Linked DNA regions of Sus scrofa: region 2 is linked to region 1. A link is a contact called in public HiChIP or PLAC-seq data. All regions are on one chromosome and are shown on one strand. The core of a region is the stretch at or near the end of the contact, and the rest is flanking DNA. Distances in the headings are between cores, read along the strand shown. Region 1 overlaps ABR (active BCR-related). Region 2 holds the start of GLOD4 (glyoxalase domain-containing protein 4).

Region 1 (3,787 bases), core at 427-2,926:
CCAAGGCCAGGAGAGCCCGGGCTGGAAGCGGCGCCCACCTTGCCCTCCCCAGCGGCTCTCCTGTCTCCTGTGGGTCCCCTGCCTAGGATGATGGAAACTTGTGCTGCAGGAATTCAAACAAGGAAAGATGTCCTGGGCTGGAGCTCGGGAGGCTTCCAGGAGGAGGTGGAGTAAAGGGACTTGAGAGCACCGGGTTTTTTGACTTCCAAAAGCAGGGTTTATAGTAGAAAGAGAATCGCAATAATAATAGAGAGACTTGAAACATAATCGGAAACCATCCCTACCCCCACTCCTCTGGAGCAGTCATTTGACTTTGTGCCCTCTCCCTTCCCCGGCTGTACAGAGTTCTCTATGGTTTTAATCATGGTGTGTAGTTTGTCTTTTTTTTTTCTATTTTCACGTAATATTATCACAAACCTCCCCTTTTTTTCCAGTGCGGTATGTGGTCTTTATAATTACCATTTTTGTTACATTGTCAAAAATGCCTCGGAAAAATCATTTTACAGAATGGCCAGCATGTTAATTGCCATTTTGAGGCTCTGTTATTCTAGCAAGGTGGGCAGGCAGATCAGCAGAAAGGAGTGGGGTGGGCATTTGGGGGAAGAGCCCTCGTGGCCAAGGGCACGGAGGCAGGAATGCACAGGGAGTGTCCCGGGAAATGAAGGCTCCGCCGCCCTGAGCCGGAGGGGCTGTGAGCAAGGCAGGAGGCTGGAGGAATGAATGAAAGAAGAAGGATCGACAGGGTTTTGGCCAGAAAGATTCCTGGGGTTGGGCCGGGGGGGCATTTCATCCAGTCCTGCTCCTGGGGGTGGGGAAAGCTGGGACCAGAAAGAGTGGGCGACATGGCCATTCACACGGCTCGGTGGCTGAGCAAAGGCTCCCGATTCAGGGCGATCCCAGGTGGGTCGTGCCTGGTCACCTGTTGACACATGAGTGAATGAGCGGAGGCTGACTTGTGACTCTCGGGGTTCTGCCCTTTGTCACTGTAACACGGCAAATCTAGCGGAAGATCCCATCAGCTTGGCGTACTCTTCCTCTTCCAGGGCCGGGAGCCCCCCTTCCTTCCCGGCTTCTTCATCCCGACCGGCCCCCCCCCATTCCACCCCCGCCCTGCCTGCCGCCTCCTTGCTGCCCCGGCCCTGCCCAGCGCAGGAACCCCTCAGCCAGGAGGCCCCCCCTTCCTCTGCCTGGACTCCGTGGCCCCAGGAGACTCTGCTATGTTTATCCCAGTCTATTTCCAACCATGCTGCTCCCGGCTCCAGATGTGCTGTCCCCAACTGGGACCTACTCACTGGCTGATTAGCATATTCCCAGGATCCAGCTCTTGTTGACTGGCTGGGCCAGAGGGGAGCGTTCTTCTGGGTTCCCCCAGGACCTCACAGCTCAGTTCTTGCCACTTCCCTGAGACCAGAGAGGGGTCTGAGACTTTGGATCCCCTTCCTGCCCCATTCCCCCATTCCCCAGCTCAGCCACAGGCCTTGGGGACAGCCCCCCATCTTGGGCTCTGTCCATCCCACCTACCCCTCCGCCCCCACCCCCCATGAGAGTCAGGTACGCTTTCTGTGAGCCAGCCGAGGTGACCCTCCCTGGGCAAAGAAGAGCTCAAGACCCTGGGTAAGAAGGGGCAGGGTTCCAGGCCAAGAAGGAAGCTCTAGCTGTCCTGATGCCTGGGGTGGTGACTCCTCCCTGACACACATACCCCCATTGCAACATTCAGGCCTGATGGGAGCCTCGCCCTCTGTCCTCTTCCCATCTGGAACTTGGAGCCTGAGTCTGACGGGGAGAGGAGGGTTATTTCTCTGACATTCTTGACCTGGCCACTTGGAAGCTTGGGAGGCGTCAGAGCTATCTAAATGCTGCTCAGGAGCAGGTCATGAGGCCAGTCCCCTGCCTTCAGGACTGGGAGTGTTCTCAGAGCCCAGATGGGCCCATGTGACAATAGCTGGACCCTCTTACTTTTTTGTTCCACTGTGGTAAAACACATGTGCTGTGAAATTTCCAGTTTTAATAATTTTTAGGTGTCCAGTTCGACGGCATTAACTAAGTACATTCACCTTGTTGTTGTGCAGCCGTCACTACCATCCATCTCCAGAGCTTTTCATCTTCCCAAACAGAAGCTCCATAGCCGGAGTTCCCATCGTGGCGCAGTGGTTAGCGAATCCAACTAGGAACCATGAGGTTGTGGGTTCAATCCCTGGCCTTGCTCAGTGGGTTGACAATCTGGCATTGCCGTGGGCTGTGGTGTAGGTTGCAGACGCGGCTCAGATCCCGAGTTGCTGTGGCTCTGGCGTAGGCCGGTGGCTACAGCTCCGATTGGACCCCTGGCCTGGGAATCTCCATGTGCCTTGGAAGCAGCCCTAGAAAAGACCAAAAAAAAAAAAAAAAAAAAAAAAAAAGAAGCTCCATAGCCGTTAAACAGTAAATTTCCATTCCTCCTTCCCACCCCTGGCAACCAGCATCCTACTGTCTATGAATCTGATGATTCTAGGTGCCTCGTGTGAGCGGACTCCTACAAGCATTTGTCCTTCGGTGACTGGCGTACCTCACTTAGCCAAGTGTCTTTAGAGTCCATCTATGTGCTATAGCAGCGTGTGTCAGAAATTCCTTCCTTTTAAGGCCAAATCATGTTATATGTACAGACTGCATTTTGTTTACCCATTCATTCAGCAATGGGCATTTGTTTTTATATATATATATAATTTTTATTTTTTCCATCATAACTGGTTTACAGTGTTCTGTCAGTTTTTTTTACTGTACAGCATGGTGGCCCAGTTAGACATACGTGTATAGATTCTTTTTTCTCGCATTATCATGCTCCATTATAAGTGACTAGATATAGTTTCCAGTGCTACACAGCAGGATCTCATTGCTTATCTGTTCCAAAGGCCATAGTCTGCATCTGTTAACCCCAAGTTCCCCATCCATCCCCCTCGGCAACCACGAGTCTCATCAGTGGACATTTGGGTTGTTGCCGTCTTAGACTTTCTTTTTTTTTTTTTTTTGTCTTTTGTCTTTTGTCTTTTTAGGGCCGTACCCACGGCATATGGAGGTTCCCAGGCTAGGGGTCTAATCGGGGCTACAGCTGCCGGCCTACACCACGGCCACCCCAATGCCAGATCTGAGCTGCATCTGCGACCTACCCCATAGCTCACAGCAGTGCCAGATCCTTAACCCACTGATCGAGGCCAAGGATGAAACCCGCATCCTCATGGATGCTAGTCGGATTTGTTACCACTGAGCCACAACGGGAACCCCCCTTTAGCCTCTTCTAGTTGAAGGAGACAGTTGCCCCAGCAGCTCTCTGTCCCTCAGGTTGGGCAGCCCTGCCTCCTTGGCCCTCCCTTCCTAACTCGTTAGCCCTCCCCTCGGTCAGCAGTTTGGAGAGCTTGAGAGGAGAGGGGTGTGCACTTACCTGACGCTGTAGGGAGAAGACTGGGCTGAGGTTCTGTATCTGGTCCCTTGACCTCCAGGGGCCTCCGTTTCTTCATCTGTTAAATGGGGATAATTCTTCCCACTCTGCCTTCCTCGTGGGCTTTTTGTGAGTCTCAAAGGATGAGATGTCCCTTAAAGGGCTGGTCCATGCACATGCACGCTTGTGCGAGTTTTTTCACACATTTCTGTTTGTTGAGCTCCCTCTTAGTGGCAGGCCCTGTGCCGCGGATGCAGAGAAGGAACAGGACCTGCCCCCGCAGTAAAGAGTACTATGATCGTTTAGTCAGTGTCGAGGGGGCTTTGAGGTCAGAGAGATCTGGGCTCCAGTCCGGCCTTCTCTCTTCACCAGTCGGGA
Region 2 (3,787 bases), core at 545-3,044, 230 kb after region 1:
ACATGCCCATGTCACAGGTTCAGTCCAAAAAAAAAAAAATATATATATATATATATATGTATATATATATAGCCTTCCCAAATTTAGAAAAAAGACTTTCTAAGTGCCAACAAACAACACAGTCTATTAGGATTCTTAGTTGAATTCAATCAAATGAAGCCACGGTTTCCTGTTCAATGTGCTTAAGAGGGTGATAAATTGCAGCTTATTGCTCAGATCTGCTTCTAGAATAAGACAGTCAATGATACAGCATAGGTATCACCAAACTGGCAGAGGTTTTGTGGAAATGGAGGGTAAGTAAATCTTTTTTTTTTTTTTTTTTTGGTCTTTTTGCCTTTTCTAGGGTCGCTCCCTCGGCATATGGAGGTTCCCAGGCTAGGGGTCGAATCGGAGCTGTAGCTGCTGGTCTACGCCAGAGCCACAGCAACGCGGGATCCAAGCTGCGTCTGCAACCTACACCACAACTCACGACAACGCCGGATCCTTAACCCACTGAGCAAGGCAAGGGATCAAACCCAAAACCTCATGGTTCCTAGGTGAATTCGTTAACCACTGAGCCACAATGCAAACTCCAAGTAAATCTTTTTAATAAACATTTTCTCAATTTTTAACTGGACATTAAAGATTGAAAAAGTGACCCCCCCCCCCGCAAAAAATAAGGTCTGAAGGACAGTGATTATTCCTAGGGACCATAAAAAACTCATGACACAAATGACATAAAACTGGTTTCAGTTTCCACTGAAAATACAAGATGCACAGATTTGAGAACTATATTTTTCTGGGTGTCTTAACAAAAAGGTTAAGCACAGTGATACTTTGAATTCGGTTTAAATAAACTCTGTTGCGCTGAGACAACTAGGAACACATATCCCTGGGTCTCTACTTACTAGAGACACACTGGATAACCACTGACCCATGATTCCTTGTGGTGTTACTAGGTCGGACCAATCCTTGATATCCTCAAACTTCACCTTAATGAGGCTAACACCTTTAAGTTTCTCAATGGGTAGCTCCTTTATGTATTCTAGACGGCTGAAGAAGAAAATTTTTGGCACAGCACCAGCCTTGAGAGCGTCTGCAATCAGCCTACGACCTTCCAGCAGGATCTTCCCTTGCTTTTCCCGAAATGGCCTGGATTTAACTATTGTCATCACACTACTGTGGGTGGAAACAAAAAGACAGGTAATTACCAACATGCTCGTTACGGAGACACATCTAATTCTAACAGACATAAAGCCCTTCACAGAAAAAGGAACAAATGAACTAGAATTCCAGAAAGACACTTAATTCTGCCTTCCACGCAGAACAAAAACCAGCAGTTGTGCTTCAAAAAGTCCTCCAACCGGAGGAAAGAGGTCAATGCCTCGCTGTGAGAAGGGAAGAGAAACAAGAATATTCGACAAGCCTCAGGAACACATCACCTCAGCCTTTTGTCCCCGGGGAAAGCCTTATCGTAGCGAAGCCCCGACTCTTCCCAGGTGCTGGGCGTCTGGGATGCGGGAACCTGAAGCGGCTGATTCAGTCGCTGCTCGCGGGAACTGGCCTCCGCAGCCGCCTTCCGGGGCTGCTTCCCGGGCCCGGGCTTCCGCTCCACGGCCTGACCAGATGGAAACAGCACTTTCACCGGGCTCCGCCGCAGCGCCCGGACCCCGCGCCGCGCGCCGAGGTCCCGAGCTCGCGTTACCAGCAGCAATGTTCGCGTGGCCCAACCCACGCGCTGCACCAGCGCCGCCATCTTGCCCCGCACCTTGGGCTTCGTCTTGAAAGCGCGCCGGCGGCGGCTAGTGACGTCACCGGCAGCTGCGTCATCCGTGGGCGGTGCGGCGCCGTAAGCGTGAGAGGTGGGTGGTGTCCGCGGTCATGGCGACTCGCAGAGCTCTGCACTTCGTGTTCAAAGTGGGAAACCGCTTCCAGACTGCATATTTCTATCGTGATGTCCTGGGGATGAAGGTGCAGATGGGGCCGAGAGGGGCTGGCGTGCGAGAAGGGTGCGGGTGGCTGAGCCCCACCCGATCGGGCGAGGGGAGACACCGGTGTCATGTGAATTTCAGCCGGAACCCAGGTTCCGGACCTTAGCCCCGAGACTTCCCTTTGGCTCTGTGGGCCTCAGCTTCTGGAAGCATCGCGAGTGGCGGCTTGAGTTAGAAGAACTTTGAAAGCGGGCTTACACTTATTAGTCAGCGGCTGTGTGCCCGCACACGTCTTTCATTTAAGCTTATTCACAGATGTTTTTTCCTGACGCTTCCAATCTATTGGAAAAGAAAGTAAACAAAAAGTTATATAATACCCCTTGCAGTGAACTCTCCTAGTTTGGACCCTTTCGGCTTAGATATCAGCATATTCAGAGTTCAGCTTCTTTGGGGGCTGGTTTGAATGGTCTCTTTTGAATGGTCACCCACTCAGTTTATCTGAGTGAATGCTCCAACATTCCTCCCAAGAGTCCAGATCTAAGTGTGAAGTCAGAACCCATTCTCCTCTGCAATACCTGGAAGTGGGTTGTCTCCAGCTCTGAGCAGCTGCGATTGATTCTGCAGGGATCGCCTGAGTGGCTAGGGCAGGTGGAAGCCATGGGGAAGCTCCCGATAAGCAGGGATTTTAGATGTTATCAGTGGAAAGAAAAACGCACGACCTAAAGTTTTTGAATTAAGTTTTATTTGGGGACCTGACTGAGGACTATAGCTTGGAAGACAGCCTCTCAGATAACTGAGGAACTGTTCTGAAGGGGTGGGAGAGGAGCTAGAATATATATGAGATTTTTTTACTGGGGGGGGACCCAAAATTAGGTAGTCGAACATCAAAAGAATACTGCTAGTCACAGAAACGGACAACTCAAGTTGATGGTTTTAGTGCTTTTCTGTGTATGGGAAGATGGGTTCTGGGTTCATTGAAATTATTCCTTAAAGGAGTTCTCATTTTCTTTTCTTTCTTTTTTTTTTTTTTTTTTTTCTTTTTATGGCCCCACCTGTGGCATATGGAAGTTCCTTGGCCAGGGATTGAGTCCGAGCCTTTAACTCACTCTGCCGGGCAGGGGATTGATCCCCCACCTCCACAGTGACCCAAGCCACTGCATTTGGACTTTTAACCTGCTGGGCAGTAGCAGGAACTCTTTAGAGGAGTTCTTTTGTGGCACAGCAGGTTAAGGATTGGGCAGAGTCACTGCAGCGACTCTGGTCGTTGCTCCTGTGGCTCAGGTTTGATCGCTGGCCTAGCATCCGCATGCCGTGGGCGTGGACCCCCAAAAAGAAATTATTCCTTAGATATGCATCTTAAGTATCTAGTTCCAGTATTGAAAACAGAATGCTTCTTGTTTTTCTCCATCCTGAATTCCTCTCAAGATGCACTGCTGGTGGGTGACTTCCGTAGCTGATGATTTGGCCCTTTTAGAAATGGAATGGTGGACGACATTCTTTGTATATAATTTGTGATTTATTGTAGACACTGCAGGAAACGTGGAGCACAAAGGGAGTCAGTTTTTTTAAATAACACGCATTTCATGGTTTTGTGTTGAGCGTTGGTGACAAAGATGAAAATAACCTTGGTATTCATCCTCAGTTACAGCTCCTGAGATGAGGGTGGAAACTGGATTTGTACATTGCTAATGGGTACGGAATTGAAATTTGTTAGAAAATCAGAGTTCTCCCTTAATGTGTTTCCTCATTGATTAAAGTGTGGTTGTAAAGATTAAACACCTTATTATGTGTAGTATTTGACACATTGTATATACCGTATGTTAGCTACTATTATTATAACAATACAGCAGGAGAGATTTAACTCTAATCTGGGACCT

Evidence for each region. HiChIP or PLAC-seq counts read pairs in DNA pulled down with a chosen protein or histone mark.
Region 2: a contact with region 1 is called in an H3K27ac HiChIP or PLAC-seq map of alveolar macrophages. The contact joins the promoter of GLOD4 here to the enhancer-like site in region 1. A contact is called at or near these places in 10 of 47 Hi-C or Micro-C datasets (alveolar macrophages, brain, embryonic fibroblasts and 7 more) and 1 of 2 datasets of contacts at active chromatin or transcription factors (alveolar macrophages).

What each region holds. Positions count from the first base shown.
Region 1 is chr12:46,860,580-46,864,366 of Sscrofa11.1, forward strand. All of the region lies in intron 15 of ABR (active BCR-related), which reads left to right. Among named protein-coding and RNA genes, the nearest start is that of TIMM22, 41 kb to the right of the region's middle. Within about 2 kb of position 1,677, at least 6 of the 83 cell types and tissues checked have an H3K27ac peak or open chromatin away from gene starts, as enhancers often do. A contact at or near this core is called in alveolar macrophages, skeletal muscle and subcutaneous adipose tissue, where this site is marked.
Region 2 is chr12:47,085,637-47,089,423 of Sscrofa11.1, forward strand. It overlaps GLOD4 (glyoxalase domain-containing protein 4), which reads left to right and starts at 1,795. Exons shown (of 10, transcript XM_003131815.5): 1 at 1,795-1,950. The coding sequence starts at 1,861. MRM3 (rRNA methyltransferase 3, mitochondrial) reads right to left here and starts at 1,757. Exons shown (of 4, transcript XM_021067529.1): 1 at 1,422-1,757; 2 at 972-1,158.